2 separate regions of the Bombyx mori genome follow, and region 1 is linked to region 2. Evidence: chromatin contacts called from public Hi-C data. All regions are on one chromosome and are shown on one strand. The core of a region is the stretch at or near the end of the contact, and the rest is flanking DNA. Distances in the headings are between cores, read along the strand shown.

What was found. A called contact is a pair of places that touch in the nucleus more often than the background predicts.
Region 1: a Hi-C map of whole pupa shows a contact between it and region 2, with 3 times the contacts expected there. The contact joins the enhancer-like site here to the promoter of LOC101737410 in region 2. A contact is called at or near these places in 6 of 7 Hi-C or Micro-C datasets (middle silk gland, midgut, posterior silk gland and 1 more).

The regions. Positions count from the first base shown.
Region 1 is chr7:9,152,817-9,156,377 of ASM3026992v2, forward strand. The region is part of intron 2 of LOC101737410 (katanin p60 ATPase-containing subunit A-like 1); the gene reads left to right. Among protein-coding and RNA genes, the nearest start is that of LOC101745976, 18 kb to the right of the region's middle. Within about 2 kb of position 1,810, at least 4 of the 8 cell types and tissues checked have open chromatin away from gene starts, as enhancers often do.
Region 2 is chr7:9,118,809-9,122,336 of ASM3026992v2, forward strand. LOC101737410 (katanin p60 ATPase-containing subunit A-like 1) reads left to right here and starts at 1,425. Exons shown (of 10, transcript XM_038011985.2): 1 at 1,425-2,080. The coding sequence starts at 1,889.

The DNA.
Region 1 (3,561 bases), core at 560-3,059, 34 kb after region 2:
ACTCACAGAGGTCCTTCCACCAGTAATAAAATAAAATAAAATGATATAATCAAATCAAATAATTTCTCCGTAGCGTAAGGAAATTTTAAAGTAATGCTAATATAAGTATATATAGTAATATAAGTAGTATATTTCCCAAGTGCAACAAAGATCGATCGATATCTTGTGACGCATGTGAAATTTATCAAGAACATTCAAAGGCGATTAGAGACTTTTTTAAACGAATCATTTGCGCATACCATTTTCTTATGTAACAAGTTTTTAAGGTTTTGTTTTTAAATTATTGTTGATATTAACTCTGTTATTCATGAGGAATTGTTTGAGATGTTCCTCTCATCTCCTTTATATCATCGCACCTCCCGCCATCGGAACAGAGTTCATCCATATTATCTGGAACCGCTGCGTTCATCGACAGTGCGTTTCCAGAGGTATTTTTTGCCACGTACCATTCGGCTATGGAATGAGCTCTCCTCCACGGTGTTTCCCGAGCGCTATGACATTCTTTAAAAGAGGCTTGTGGAGAGTATTAAGCGGTAGGCAGCGGCTTGGCTCTGCTCCTGGCATTGCTGAAGTCCATGGGCGACGGTAACCACTCACCATCAGCTGGGCCGTATGCTCGTCTGTCTACAAGGGCAATAAAAAAAATAACAAAAGAATAGAGTAAATGGAAAAATTTAATGTTAGGAAATTTAATAATACTTTTTTTCCCTACCTAATGGCTGGTAGCTTAGAAGGCTATTTCAGCCACGCCCGGATGTGTAGATGAGCTCACAGGCTCAGCCTGAGAGAATTTGCCAACACTAGCCCTAGCAAGAGCAGTGTTACACAGAATCGCGATCGGCTGAGAAGATCCGGCGAGAAACTCAACGGGCTAGATTATACTAGCTAGTTTGCTACAGAGCTTTATATAGTAACTTAGGGAGAAAAAAATATACACGTAAAAGAAATATAATAGATTTTTAAAAGAATGTGTGTCATTTTTGTGGGTAATTTAGTAACAACGCAAACTACACTACACGATGCTCTTATCGGTCAAAACAGGACGCGTGTACACATGACATGGCGGTGCACTAAAGTAGGGTAGTTTGCATAAACAGAGCGCTTCCGTATTCTACTGATAAGGAATATAGATATCAACTCGAAAATGTGGAACACCTGTGGAAAACGGTGCATATAATTTTTTTTGCTTCCCAGACAAACTTTTAATTTAATAGTAAGTAGTTTAGTTCCAACCCTTTTAAGCATACATACTGGTGGTGGGACCTCTTGTGAGTCCGCGCGGGTAGGTACCACGGCCCTGCCTATTTCTGCCGTGAAGCAGTAATGCGTTTCGGTTTGACTATACTATACTTGAGACCTTAGAACTTTTATCTCAAGGTGGGTGGCGCATTGACGTTGTATATGTCTATGGGCTCCAGTAACCACTTAACACCAGGTGGGTTATGAGCTCGTCCACCCATATAAGGAATAAATTTATTTATTTCGATTTTACGTATCTTTAATTTTAGGAGACGTGTGCTTACATGCTAATTAATCTGATTTCGATCATTGCTAGATAGGGCTGTAACATTTGTATTCTGTCCTTGTTTAAGGCAATTATCGCTTCATCAATAAAATTTTCATTCGGATGTAACGCGAACGAACTGCATCCACGGTGGATTTGCAAAACTAGTTGGGGTCGGTGATAAAAAAATGTAATTCGCAATAAAACTGAATTATGTTTATTATCAGTTTGCACTTTGCAGGTACGCCAAGCTACTATTTAAACAAGACGAAATACATTACGTAATAATTTGTATCTTCAATAAAACGGGCCGTGAGAATGAAAGAGTCGTAAGTGACGAAACATAATACCGGTGTACACAATAGAACGCTGTGCTGTTCGTGTTATCAATGATAAATATTTAAATTTTTATATTCGAATCTCATTTTCTTTTTATATAATATAAATTTCGAACGAATTCTATAATTTTTGTGAATTTAAGATTGCCAATTTAAAAGAGATCTTTAGGCTTTATAACCTAACTAGCAACCCGCCCTCGCTTCGCTTCGGAAACATTAAAACACACATGAAACAAAAAAAAAAATAAAAAAAAATATGTTCATCAGGGACAATGTCGGCTTCTAACGGAAAAAGAATTTTTCAAATCGGTCCAGTACTTTCGGAGCCTATTCGAAACAAACAAACAAACAAATCTTTCCTCTTTATAATATTAGTATAGAAGAATAAGGCTTAAATTATTGAACAGTGTGCTTAGTGCGAGTTTGTAACGTTCTCGATAGCGTAAAAGTTAACTCAATATGTATGGAGTTGGAACAGCGCCCCTAGCGACAAACGTAAGCAAACGTTTCAACTGCATACAACTTAGAGTTAACTTTTACGATATCGAGAACGTTAAAAAATACGCAATAAACACATTGGCTTCGATTATGAGATAAACGGGCCAAATAATCGTATCTTGGTCTATGTGCGTGTGTGTATGATTAATTATCTATTTGAAGAATTAGCTGACTTGGTTATTAAATCGTTTTCCATCCACCTCTTCTCCCAAACAGGTGAAGTTGGTACAAATGTTTTTTTTTATTGCTTAGATGTGTGGATGAGCTCACAGCCCACCTGATGTTAAGTGGTTACTGGAGCCCATAGACATCTACAACGTAAATGCGCCACACACCTTGAGATATAGTTCTAAGGTCTCAGTATTGTCACAACGGCTGCCCCACCCTTCAAACCGAAACGCATTACTGCTTCACGGCAGAAATAGGCGGGGTGGTGGTACCTACCCGTGCGGACTCACAAGAGGTCCTACCACCAGTGAGTTCGTAAAAAAAGCTCCGGGATTTTTTCCCTACCAATTCGCTGGTAGCCCAAGAGGCTATTCCAGCTACTCCCGGACGGGTAGATGAGCACACGGACTCAACCTGAGAGAATTTGCTAACACTAGCCCTAGCAAGAGCAGTACTTCGCATAATCTATCGGATCGGAATCGCGACCCACTGAGAAAATCCGGCGAGAAACTCAATGGGCTGAAGGAATTAGGGCATATCTATCTATATATATATATATATAAATGAATTGCTGTTCGTTAGTCTCGCTAAAACTCGAAAACGGCTGGACTGATTTGGCTAATTTTGGTGTTGAATTATTTGTGGAAGACTAGAGAAGGTTTAAAAGGTAGATAAATATGAAAATCCTCGGAATTAAATAAAAATAACAATTTTGTTTTTCCTTTGATGTGGCCCCCGTCGGACGGATTCCTTTTGTTTGTATTAAGTTTATTTTATACAAAATTTTTGGTCATTTATTTCTCGATTGAGGCACTACGAAGCCTGCCGGGTCAGCTAGTCATAAATAATAATAATGGCATAATAATATGGAAGTGTCGCGTACCCGCGGCGTCCCCTGATAAATCAATTTTCAATCTGAACTGTGTGTTGCTATCATGGTGCAAGTAACTAATTAAACATTAACATAATCTTTATTTGAAATTTTATTTTAATGTGTGTACATTAAGTGGAATTTAGCATACCGTAACTAATTCGTTCGTTCATTAAAACGTT
Region 2 (3,528 bases), core at 175-2,674:
CTACCCGTGCGGACTTCCAAGAGGTCCTACCACCTGCGAAAAAAGAAACTTGAGACGCTGTGATAAGAAGATATTAAATAGCTTTCCGCTGCTCGCTACGCCTCCGAGTTGGATTCGACGATTTACCTCTTTTTTTCGAAGTTGGATCTACCTAGCTGGACAATTTGCCCCAAGTAAATATGCTCACCAACAACTTCGAGCCTAGCGCTTCCGATCTTTACTGGGGTGAGCGCTAAGCTTACTAAGGTCATTGAGCATTGCTTTGAGTTCTTCAAAAGTCTCAGCCGTACCCACAATGTGGTCGGCAAAGTGAAGGTGATTATAAGTATTCGCCGTTGATGTTGTGCCGAGTCCTTTCCTGTCAAGAACTTTAAAAATATCCTTCAATGTAGCGGTAAACGGTTCGGAGAAATAACATCTTCCTGCCTCACGCCACGCTGGAAAAGGATGGGTTCAGGAGCCAGGTCGTATAATCGGACTGATATAGTGCGGTTTTCTTACAAACTCATACGAGTCAAAGGCGGTCTCGTTGTCCATAATAAGCTGCAGCGTATTATGTAATTATGGGTATTATTACGTGGTTTTACTTACTAATCCATATGAAATTTAACTTAAAAGCACTTACGAAAATAAGTGTAAAGTAAAAGTAAAAATTAATTAATCTGAGTGATAAAAATAAAGATATCTAGTAAGGGCGGCCCACTTAACGGTGATCATTTGTTTAATTAATTATAAATAAACAAACGACGAACAAATAATTAAAAATAAAAAAATCTGATAATCAAAAAAAGGGGGCCAAATTCAGTGAGCCCTGTAAATAGCATTTATAGTCGGATTTTTTATTAGACGAAGGCAACTGACGTTTACTGTGTTGTCAGTTTTTGATGAAATAAAAATAGTGTTGTGACAAAGTGAACGATGGAAAAAAAACTCCTGAATTAATGAAATTGCCTCGATTGTCTAGTGAATAGTCGGTGTGCCGAATTGCTGATATCGGGTACGGGGTTCAAATTTTAGGAATGCTTTGTACATAGCAACGACTTTTCGACGAAATATTATGTTCCTATAGTATCTACCTGTACCGAATATCGAGTGTTTTAAACATTAAGAAAAACATTGCGAGGAAGCTTGTAAGACTGTCCTATTTCCAATACATCATATAGTTGAAACTATAGATGTATAAAATAGAACAATTATAGGTAGGTAATGAAAATAAAAAAAACTGATTGTAGTTACATACTACTAGTAACATATATTGGAGCACTTTAATACAATTTTATTGTAAAATATAAATTATATTCTTTTATAATTTGAAATTAATGATTAACTCTTCACACTCATTGTTCATTCATGTGATTGAACAAGAACTGAACGCATCACTATTACTTTAAATATAGCAACATTATTTCACAAAGTGACATTAGCTACTATCAGGTGGCTTCGTCTAATTAAAAATCCGACTATAAAAGTTAGTGAACAGTTGTGAAGTGTTCTCAAAGTGAAAGTGACAAAAAAAGACGGCTTAAAAGACTCTTTACCAGGCCACAAAATAATAAAAAAAAATGATGTGACAGGACACTGGACTACTAAATTTTAATAAAATCTATGGATATGACTGTGAACTGACGGATGAAATTTAGAAGTTTGTTTTGTCTAAAAAAATAACTTAAAAATATTTAAATTGTTTAAATTCAATTATGACATAAATTAATAAGTACGTACATCGGATAAGTTCCCCGTATTTAAAACCGCCGGGACAAAAGAAATGCAACATGTTTGTGTGATCATTTGAAGTGCTACATTTGGATCCTTGGATGTCACACGCGATCGTAATCTTCGAAGGGGTCTTAAAGAAGAACCATAACATTTTCAACAGTGGATAAGTTTTATGCACGCAGCGGGAATGACAATAATGGCAGTTTCTGTTGGCGAAATTTGCGAGAACACGAAGTTGGCGAGAGAAATGGCCCTGATGGGGAATTATGAATCGGCGCTGGTTTATTATGAAGGAACTATACAGATGATCCACAGGCTTCTGATCACTATAGCTGATCCCACGCGAAAATCCAAGTGGCAGTTGGTGAGTGCAATAAACTTTTTTTGGAATAAAACCCACAATTAATATAAAATACATCTGGTTTGCCTTGACTGATTGCCGTTTCCATTTAAGTTTAATATTAGCAATCAATAACGGCTTTTTTGAATAAAAGTAGAAGGCCATAAATTGCTCTCAAATACTTTTCTGAAACATTGTTTCCACTCTCTACTTAATGTAAAAAAAATAATTAAGTTTATACTTATATTAATTTTAGACAAGAAATCTTTTGAAGGATTCAAATTCAAATTTCTGTCTTTAATTGAAGTGTATAGAAAAATTATAAGTCAAACGGCAACTTGTGAACAAAAGTAATTGTGAGCTATTATTTTAAATTTTTATGTCAACTGTATCATTTGTGTTAGTAGGCCATTATGTAAAAATACAACAAAAGCTATGCATAACTTTACATCACTTATGTGGCAGGTAGTAAAATAATACAATTACTATGACATAAGTATTATTAATATTCGGTTTCAAGAAATTGCAACATACATAGCTTTTATTAATAAATGTGTTCCTTTATTACTTATAGATGTAATATACAGTACAATAGAGGTATATAAAATAGGCAAATAACAGGTACTTGTGTTTTATATAGTTTGCATAATTACACCATGTATATTTGGCATTTATGTAAATAATCAAAATATATATGCTTTATTTAACAAATTCACATACCAATTATTGTTTCTACGTCAACCTTATTGACTGATAGAATTCCTCTATTGCTATTCCTAATGCTGAAAAGTAGTGTATCAAACATAATTTATATTATATTGTAAAGAAACAAGAAAGGTTGGTTTTTAATTGTTTTTTCACAAAAAACCTACTGGGCTTAAACTAGATACACAATAAATATTCACAATCTTCACAAATGGTTACAACTGGTAATATTCCAGTTAAGTGCCAAACCACAAAATTGAAATTAGAGTGAAAAAGAAATTATACATTTTATAATTATGAAAATGTGATAGAAGATTAACCAAAGACTGATATATAATTTTTATGCTGGAAAAAGTTTTATATGATTAATTCATAATTACATAGATGTTTCTAAAACAAAATGTTCTCTCGGTATCCTATAAAGAAAGCAAATAATAACAAAAGCAATAACATATATCACATAGTTTATGAAATGAAGATTATGAGTCACATCACACTGAATATAGCTTGTAAACTTTGCTGTCGGTTAATTAAAGTACTCCATAACATTTACGTACATTCATTGCATCTATTTTCGTAAATTTACTCAATAAAGTCTCTTTCCACTTATATCTTAAATAATATGTTTCATTTCTTAAAATGAAAATATAGATATTAAAGTATGTGTTTAAATGTAATTGAGGCTACTTTTAGATTTTATATTTTTTGAACACTTTATGATTTTTGTGGGTATGAAACATTAAAACCCAAAAGTCAATAAATACTTT